2 separate regions of the Sus scrofa genome follow, and region 1 is linked to region 2. A link is a contact called in public Hi-C data. All regions are on one chromosome and are shown on one strand. Each heading gives the region's core, a stretch centred on a gene start, on an enhancer-like site or on the middle of the called end of the contact. The rest is flanking DNA. Distances are from core to core; before and after follow the strand shown.

What was found. Hi-C and Micro-C count contacts between places; a contact is called where the count stands out from the background.
Region 1: a Hi-C map of omental adipose tissue shows a contact between it and region 2, with 19 times the contacts expected there. The contact joins two enhancer-like sites. A contact is called at or near these places in 7 of 47 Hi-C or Micro-C datasets (alveolar macrophages, differentiating spermatogonia, liver and 4 more).

The regions. Positions count from the first base shown.
Region 1 is chr17:58,098,600-58,102,566 of Sscrofa11.1, reverse strand. No RefSeq gene overlaps it. Among named protein-coding and RNA genes, the nearest start is that of PMEPA1, 47 kb to the right of the region's middle. Within about 2 kb of position 2,411, at least 19 of the 83 cell types and tissues checked have an H3K27ac peak or open chromatin away from gene starts, as enhancers often do. A contact at or near this core is called in omental adipose tissue, where this site is marked.
Region 2 is chr17:44,159,074-44,163,058 of Sscrofa11.1, reverse strand. The region is part of intron 5 of CHD6 (chromodomain-helicase-DNA-binding protein 6); the gene reads left to right. Among named protein-coding and RNA genes, the nearest start is that of CHD6, 100 kb to the left of the region's middle. Within about 2 kb of position 2,593, at least 9 of the 83 cell types and tissues checked have an H3K27ac peak or open chromatin away from gene starts, as enhancers often do. A contact at or near this core is called in omental adipose tissue, where this site is marked.

The DNA of each region.
Region 1 (3,967 bases), core at 1,162-3,661, about 14 Mb before region 2:
TCATTTAATCCTCAACAGCCTTACAAAGGAGGCAATGATAGGGTTCTCACTTTATAAATAAGAAGATTGAGTCTCAAAAAAGATGAAAAAAATTAGATGTCAAGAATTAGGATCTGGAGAGTTCCCGTCATGGCTCCGTGGAAATGAATCTGACTAGCATCCCTGAGGATGCAGGTTCGATCTCTGGCCTTGCTCAGTGGATTAAGGATCCAGCATGACTGTGAGCTGTGGTGTAGGTTGTAGACCTGGCTCAGATCCCAAGTTGCTGTGGCTGTGGCATAGGCCGGCAGCTGCAGCTCCAATTCGACCCCAAGCCTGGGAACCTCCATATGCCGCCAGTGAGGCCCTAAAAAGACCAAAAAAAAAAAGAAAAATAGGATCCAAACACAGGACTGTCTGGCTCAAACGCCTTTAAGGTTCTTGCAGCCGGATCCTGCAGGCAGGAGGCCACCTTGGACTCTGCGGCCTCAAGGAGACACCCTCCCCCACTCCCAGCCTGGGGACAGGCCCTCAACACACCCTTGCTTGGGGAGATGACTCATTTCGTAATCACAAAAACAAACCCAGGGTTCCCTGTTCTTCTGGGCCCCGCGGCAGTGCTCTTTAGTGGGTGGGGAAGGCCAGTGAGCGGGCGTGGCTGTGAGAGGCTCGAGGCCAGGGTCCCAGGTTGGCCGCTCGGTCCTGGCGCCTCCCGACAATCCCTGAGTAATCGCCCCCCGGCAAAGCGCTGCTTTCCTCCCCAACAGCTGGTGGAGAAAAACAGACACAGGGAGGTTTCTTCTGCAGTATTTTCTTGTCCCTGGAGCAGAGCTGGCTGTGAAAAGCTTCCCGACTCAACAGGGCCTGGCCGTTCCTCCCCAGGCCCCAGGACCCGGCCCCAGGCCCCAGGGAGAGTCTGGCCTGGATGCTGCTCCTCCCAGCCTCCCACTGCCCGGGGCCCACTCCAGCCACCCTCCCGCAGCCACAAGCCAACCTTCTCGAAGCGCTGCCTGGCCCAGGCTGCTCACACCCCGCTTTTTTTCCTCCTGCCCTGAGAAGAAGTTCCTTGCATGGTCTGTAAGGCCCTCCATGCAGAGCTGCCGGAGAAAACACTGGCCCAGCGCAGTTTAACTAGAATTTCCGATGAACAATGAATAATTTTTAGTATCCGTATGTCCCCTACAATACTTGGGATTTACTTATATTTTTTAAAATGTATTTGGCATTTGTCAGAAAGTCACAGGTCACCATGCTTCTTGTATTTTAATGGCTAAAGCTCAACCCCACGGCGCACCTCTCTAAGTAGCCCTCCCAGCCCCCACAGCACTTCCCTCCACCTCACCCCCACATCTGTTCTGGAATGTACCAGGCCCCACCCACCACAGGGCCTGTGCACAGGCTGGTTCAGCCTCCTCCTGTCTGGCCTCGTCCTTGTTAAATTCCACTCATCCTCAGACCTCCGGTACTTCCCAGGGCAGCGCAGCAGGCAGCTTCCAGTCTTACGTGCACACACGACTCCCAGCTGCACGACTCCCAGCGCATCCGTTCCCCGCACCTCTGTGGTGGACACGTGGGGATCCGATGATTGGACTCGTGTCCAGCTCTCCGACCAGACCACAGGCAGAATCATGTCTGCCTTGTTGGCCGCTGTGACTCCAGCACCCAGCACAGTAACGGACACATGGGACACTTGGTGACACAGTGCATGACACACAGAGGAACCAGGGCAGCAGAGTTCTGATCTGGCCAATGCTGCCTCCTGCGCAGTTGCCATGGCTTTGTGCACCGCAGCGTCCCTTGTTTGCCTGGCCATGGCTCAGGGGCAGCACCTACTCAGCAGAGCTTGTTTGGGGAGACAAGGGGTGGAAATTCTGAATTACAGCACATTCTGAATTGCTGCAATTCATCTTTTTTTTTTTTTTCAGGTTTCATTTTCCTGGCCGGAAAGAACGATGCCTTTCCCAGAGGTAATTTGGAGGAACGGACAGCAGGGCGTGAAAAACTGGCCAGCGCCAGCTTTAGTGTTTCTTCTTCCACGAGCCACGGAGAGATGCTCGTGAAAGTAAACATGAGACCAACCCTGGGTCCAGCACCTGAGAAACCTGCTCGCATTCTCCCTTATCCAGGGGCCCATGGCGCGGGCTTACAAATGAGGAGATGCGGAGCTGGGAAGAAAGAGGACCCGCTGGAACCCCGTGCTGGACACAGTCTCTCTTCCACGAACCACGGAGGAGATGAAAGGACACCCACTCACAGGTCCTCTAAGTTCAACGAGAGGACTTCTGCTCCTGGCAATGACCAGATGATTCTTTCATGACCACAATGACAAAACCTGACCACAGCGCAAAGAATGGCCAGCTGGAAGTGCTGGACAGGAAACAGAGTGCTTTGGAAGGAGGAGGTGGGGGGGGGGGGCTTGGGACAAAACAAGCCTTTGCAGCCTTTGCACTGAAGCTGAGGACAGGTGGCACAGAGCAGCCACCAGGCAACAGGACGCCAGGAGAACTCGGTGTCCCTGGCTGAAGGAACCAAAACCCAGAGGCTGGTAAACCTTGACGAGTGAAGGGAGACTATTTCCCTGGATGGGAAAGATTCGGAGAGGAAGCCCCCTAATTCTGTCCACCCCCATCTCTGAGGGACCCCTGACCACACCTGAAGCAGACCCAAAGAAGCCCAGGTAAGATAAAGGTGTGACTAGGACCAGAGCTGCTGCCTGAGGTACAGAATTTGAAGTTCAAGTTCAACCAACGTCACTGCCCGCCAAAACCCAAGAAACAGCCCTCATCCAAGCAAAATAACAAATCCCAGAATCTTCCCGGTTAGCATTCATTATACCCCAGTGTATTCACATGCTCTGATGGAACCCATTGCCACACTCAGCCGCTTAAACGCAGTTATGCTCTCACTGTTCTCTAAGTCAGAGGTTTAAACTGGGTAAGTGGGGCCCAAATTGTCTGACACCAGAGCCTTCATTCTTGGCCTCCCCACTAACTGCCCTTTTAGACAAGGGAGAACTAACAGTATCTGGTGCCAGAAAATCTGCATGACACAAAATGCTGGAAGAAATTCTTCATCCTGGAGGTGACTTTTTTTTCTCCCAGATCCACACCTGTGACATATGGAAGCTCCCAGGCTAGGGATCGAATCAGAGCAACAGCTGCCAACCTACACCACAGCCACAGCAACACCAGATCCAAGCCACACTGGATCCTTAACCCACTGAGCAAGGCCAGGGATGGAACCTGCGTCCTCGTGGATGCCAGTCAGATTCATTTCTGCTGCGCCACAGCGGGAACCCCTTTATCCTGGAGGTGAATGATGCCAAATGGAAACAGATCCTCAGGAAACAGGAAACCTTAAATATATAGATATCTGCAAAGGGCTGTTGTCTTATTTCCTCTTCATCTCTTTAAAAATCATAGAGCCATTTACAGAAGAAATTATAATATTGCCTTGTGGGGTTTATAATGTATACATATGGAATACATAACGACTATAAGCATAAAAGCTGTAGAAATATGAACTTATACGATTGTAAGGTTTCTACCTTTTACATGAAGTCATACAATATTAAGTGTAAACAGAGTATGAAAAATTAAGGATGTATAGTCTACACCCTATAACAATCACTAAAAGGTCACAGACCCTGCTCAGATCCCATGTTGCTGTGGCTGTGGCGTAGGCCGGCAGCTACAGCTCCGATTAGACTCCCAGCCTGGGAACCTCCACATGCCGTGGGAGCGGCCCTAGAAGAGGCAAAAAGACCAAAAAAAAAAAAAAAAAAAAAAAGAAGTGGTGCAGAGAAGTATATCTTTGAAAACCACAAGGATGATGAAAATGGAGTTCTAAACAAAAATTCAGATAATCTAAAACAAGAGTCCAAAAGGAGACACGAAGGACAAAGACAAAAACAAAAACAGAAAAAAGAAAAAAAAAAAAAAAGAGAGAAGACAAGTTGGAGAGAAAAATAATAAAATGGTGGACCCAA
Region 2 (3,985 bases), core at 1,344-3,843:
CCAAGGAGCTTACCGAGGAGAAATTAAAAGCAAAAGAAGAAGCAGTCTGTGCACGTTGGAGGGCCCTCATTGCCAGCTGCACTTTCTGGGACATAAGCTGTCTGTTACGGGGTTACTGTGGCTGACTTGGCAGAATTCACATTCTGCAAGTGTAGCAATAGCACAAATACCTGTCCTTTCCCCTGGACACCAGTGTGCCTTTCCAGAGCTGATAATGCTCTATCTGTGTAAACCACCTTGCTGCCAGCTTAAAGCATTTTCACATGTCCTTTTACTCTGTGTTTGCATGGGAAGTAGCTAGGAGCAGGGGCCGTGGACCCTAATTTAACCATCAAGAAAGAAACAAGCATGAAACGATCCGGGTCAGAGGGTGATATAGCAGCGGTTGATCAGTGACTAGCCTGTGAGAGTTGCTTTCAGGTCTCTGTCAAGGATTATCCAACTAATGAATAGAACACTTAATAGGAACAATAATTTGATGTATTGTCATTGCAGTACCTTTCAAGCAAATAGTTATGAATAGCCTTTGCAAGATTGCTGTGAGGTGATAGAATTATATTGCTTGACAATGGGTTTTCCTCCCTTGGAGATGTTATGGTTGGTTTGGTAGTTAAAACACTGTAAGAGATTTTATTTTCTCCTAGTAGCCATTTGGCCCAAATCATTAACCATATTTCAGTTGTTGTTATGACGTCCCCCCCGGTACCTGAAGGGCAGCATTAGCTGATCAGACAGAAATAATTTGGTAAATTGCTATGTATCTTAGCAAGGCTCTTTTTATCCTCTTCCGGGTATAGCAAAGAGAACGTTTATATGTGTTGAAACATAAGCTAGAATCTGAATTTGCATTAATTATGCCTCAAAAATTATAGAAATTTAAGCAAGAGGCCGGATATGTAGTTTTGATGTTGATGTTCAGAAAGGCAGCCATGTGGGTCCAACCTCCACACCGCAGGACAGACTGGACAACCTACGAGGGGTCAAGCGGGCTTCACCGTTCTCCCCTTACATCTGTTTTACATGGTGGGTTTACGGGGGTGGGGGTGGATACTGAACAAAAATTTCCCAGGCTAACGCAAAGCTTGAAAATCAGGGCAGTCTTCCAAGAGTCCAGTGCACAGAAAATCAGTGGAAGAAAATGAGGCCTTTTCTTCTGTCCTTCTTCCAAGGCCCTTTGGGAGGGTGTCTGCCCACTTGCTGGCATTAGCTTGGGGCAGAGAAGGGTGTTCAGTCAGCACCAGAAAGGCCTGGCTGCTACCTCCCTGCATTCCTATGCAGTGTCTTATCAGCTTGCTCAGTCCACTTGTACAGCTGCTGGCCTGGTCCCAGCCCCAAATTGCAGTCTCAGCAGTGGATACCTAGTGGTGAGTTGCTAGAAACATCTTTACACATGATTCATTCTAGCTCAGGACTGGCAGATTAGCACGGCCCTGCTTTGGAGTCAAGAGTCTCCTGGCTGGGATATGGGGTGAGGGGTGGAGATAGATTTCCATCCTAACTGACTCTTTGCTTTCTTATTCTTTGTCAAACTGATGTCAATGCATAGAATGAAAACAGGCTTTCACAGTGTGGTCCATTTACAGTCTATAGATTGTTATAAGAATGTCTCAGTTTTTGCCTGCTACAGTTTGTGTGGTTTGTATGATTTTGCCTTTGAGATACAACGACTTGAACTTGAATGAGTTATCAACTCACTGTGCTCTCCTGTGCCTCCTGTGTCTTTGCGGGCAGTACCCGCCACTTTGTGTGGTGTTTTCCTGTGCCTCGTGGGCCAGCTCAGTTGTTAACTTCCCCCGGGAAGCTCCCTGAGCTTCTGTCTCCCCCAGCACTCTAAGGTGTAAGGTGTTTCACTTTGTCCCTGTTCTTAAACACCTGCCAGTTGTTTGTTTCCTTCTTCTAAGCCATGAACTATATGCTTGTAATCTTGTTGTCATTTTTGGTTTTTTTGTTTCTTTTTTGTTTTAATGAGGCATGAAAAAATTTCAGTAAAGTAAAATTTATGTTAACCCCCAGGGACTGTTCCAATGTTAAGTCCCTATGGCACTTCCTTCCTCTGTTTTATGGTGTATTTATTATTCCTAAAGTCACCCGGAACCCTCACACCACTAGGTTGACAGCCTGTGACTGTTCAGATGTGTCAGTGCCTCTGCCATGCTGTTCTGAATATCTCCCCAGATTGTTCCCTCTGTCAGATTGTAAACTTTTGCAAAGCAAGTGTCACTTTTTAATTTGTCATAATTTCCACCTGACATGGGTAGTACTTTATGTTGGATAGTAGCTAACAGAAAAACTTGCATTCAGTTGAACTATCATGTATTTATATAATGCGTGAATAATGAATGGATATGCTTAAAACTTACCATGCAAACAGGTATGATTTTTAACTTCTGGATTATAAAGACAAGAATGAGGTATTTTTCTTTGTTCTCGGGCTCTTGATTTCTCCAGCTCTTCATACCAGCATGTTTTCCCTGCTGGTATTTATCTGCTCTCACTCCAGCTCTGACACCAGCAGGCAGGCTCCTGGGCAGGTGCTCCTGGCTGGTGTTGCTCTTGCCCTGTACCAGCCAGTGTGACTCAGTGCTTAGGCTCCCATTCCCTTGGCCTGGAAGGAGGGTTTTCATTCTTCCCATTTCTTCATTGGCCACACCACTGCTTCCCACCCCGTGCCCTTCCTCACATTGTCCCCTGTCTTTGTTTCCCTTGGTTTCTGTTGCCACGCATTGAGACCAATGTTCATACCACTGCAGTTCGCACTTTCATTGTCCCCCCCCCACCCCCCCCCGTCTCTGTTCTTCCCAATCTAGTACTAGACTCATTTCCCCCAGAATACCGGAGAAGTTGCTGGTTTTTCTCAGTGTTCTGCTCAAGAATCTTCCATGGGTACGACTTAACTCCTGTTTTAGATGAAAACTGGTGCCTGATTTTTTAAGGAGTGTGACTGCTACCACCTGTCTCCCCTCACTCACCCCACTCCTTGTTCCAGGCAGTGCCTTATTCGATTGGGCACATCTGCATCTGCTTCCCCTGCACTTGTGCTTTCATCCTTCCGGTGCATGTCAGCACTCCATGCTGCTCATGGTCCTCTTCTTTAGGGTGCAGCTTAAAACCTCAGTATTATGTGGAGTTCTCGTCATGGCTCAGCAGAAACAAATCTGACTAGAATCCTTGAGGACACAGATTCAATCCCTGGTCTCACTCAGTGGATTAAGGAACTGGCGTTGCTGTGAGCTGGGATGTAGGTCACAGACACAGTTTGCATCTGGCATTGCTGTGGCTGTGGTGTGGGCTGGTGGCTACAGCTCCAATTTGACCCCTAGCCTGGGATCTTCCATACGCTACGGGTGCAGCCCTAAAAAGACAAAATAAAATAAAATAAAACCTCAGTATTATGTGAAATCCAAGCTATTCTTACTTTCTACACTCTTGCTGGACTTACAGTTACTGTCACAGATTAGAATTTACCCCATGACACTTCTAAGAAAGAAATGTTTTATTTATTTATTTTCTTTTTAGGGCCACACCTGTGGCATATGCAAGTTCCCAGGCTGGGGTCAAATCAGAGCTACAGCTGCCAGCTTACACCACAGCCACAGCAACACCAGATCCAAGCTGTGCCTTTCAGCCCGCATCACAGCTCACAGCAACCCTGGATCCTTAAGCCACTGAGCATGGCCAGGGATCAAACCCGCATCCTCATGGATGCTAGTTGTGTTCATTACCACTGAACCACAATGGGAACTCCTGTTTAATTTTGTTTTCACTGAGTGGAAGCCCTTGAGACTGGACACCTTGTCCGATGCTACTTTTGTCTTCTCTATTTCATTTGGTAAATACTTGGTGTTTTGAAGTGAACTGCTTCTTGCTAGAGCCTCTCCTTGTGGCTAGCTGAATAGACGTAGATCAGGCGGTTGGGTGAGGTTAGGGGTCACATGGGTTGAAAATTTTTGAAGTTTTCCCTAAGGAAAAAAAAACATTCAGGATT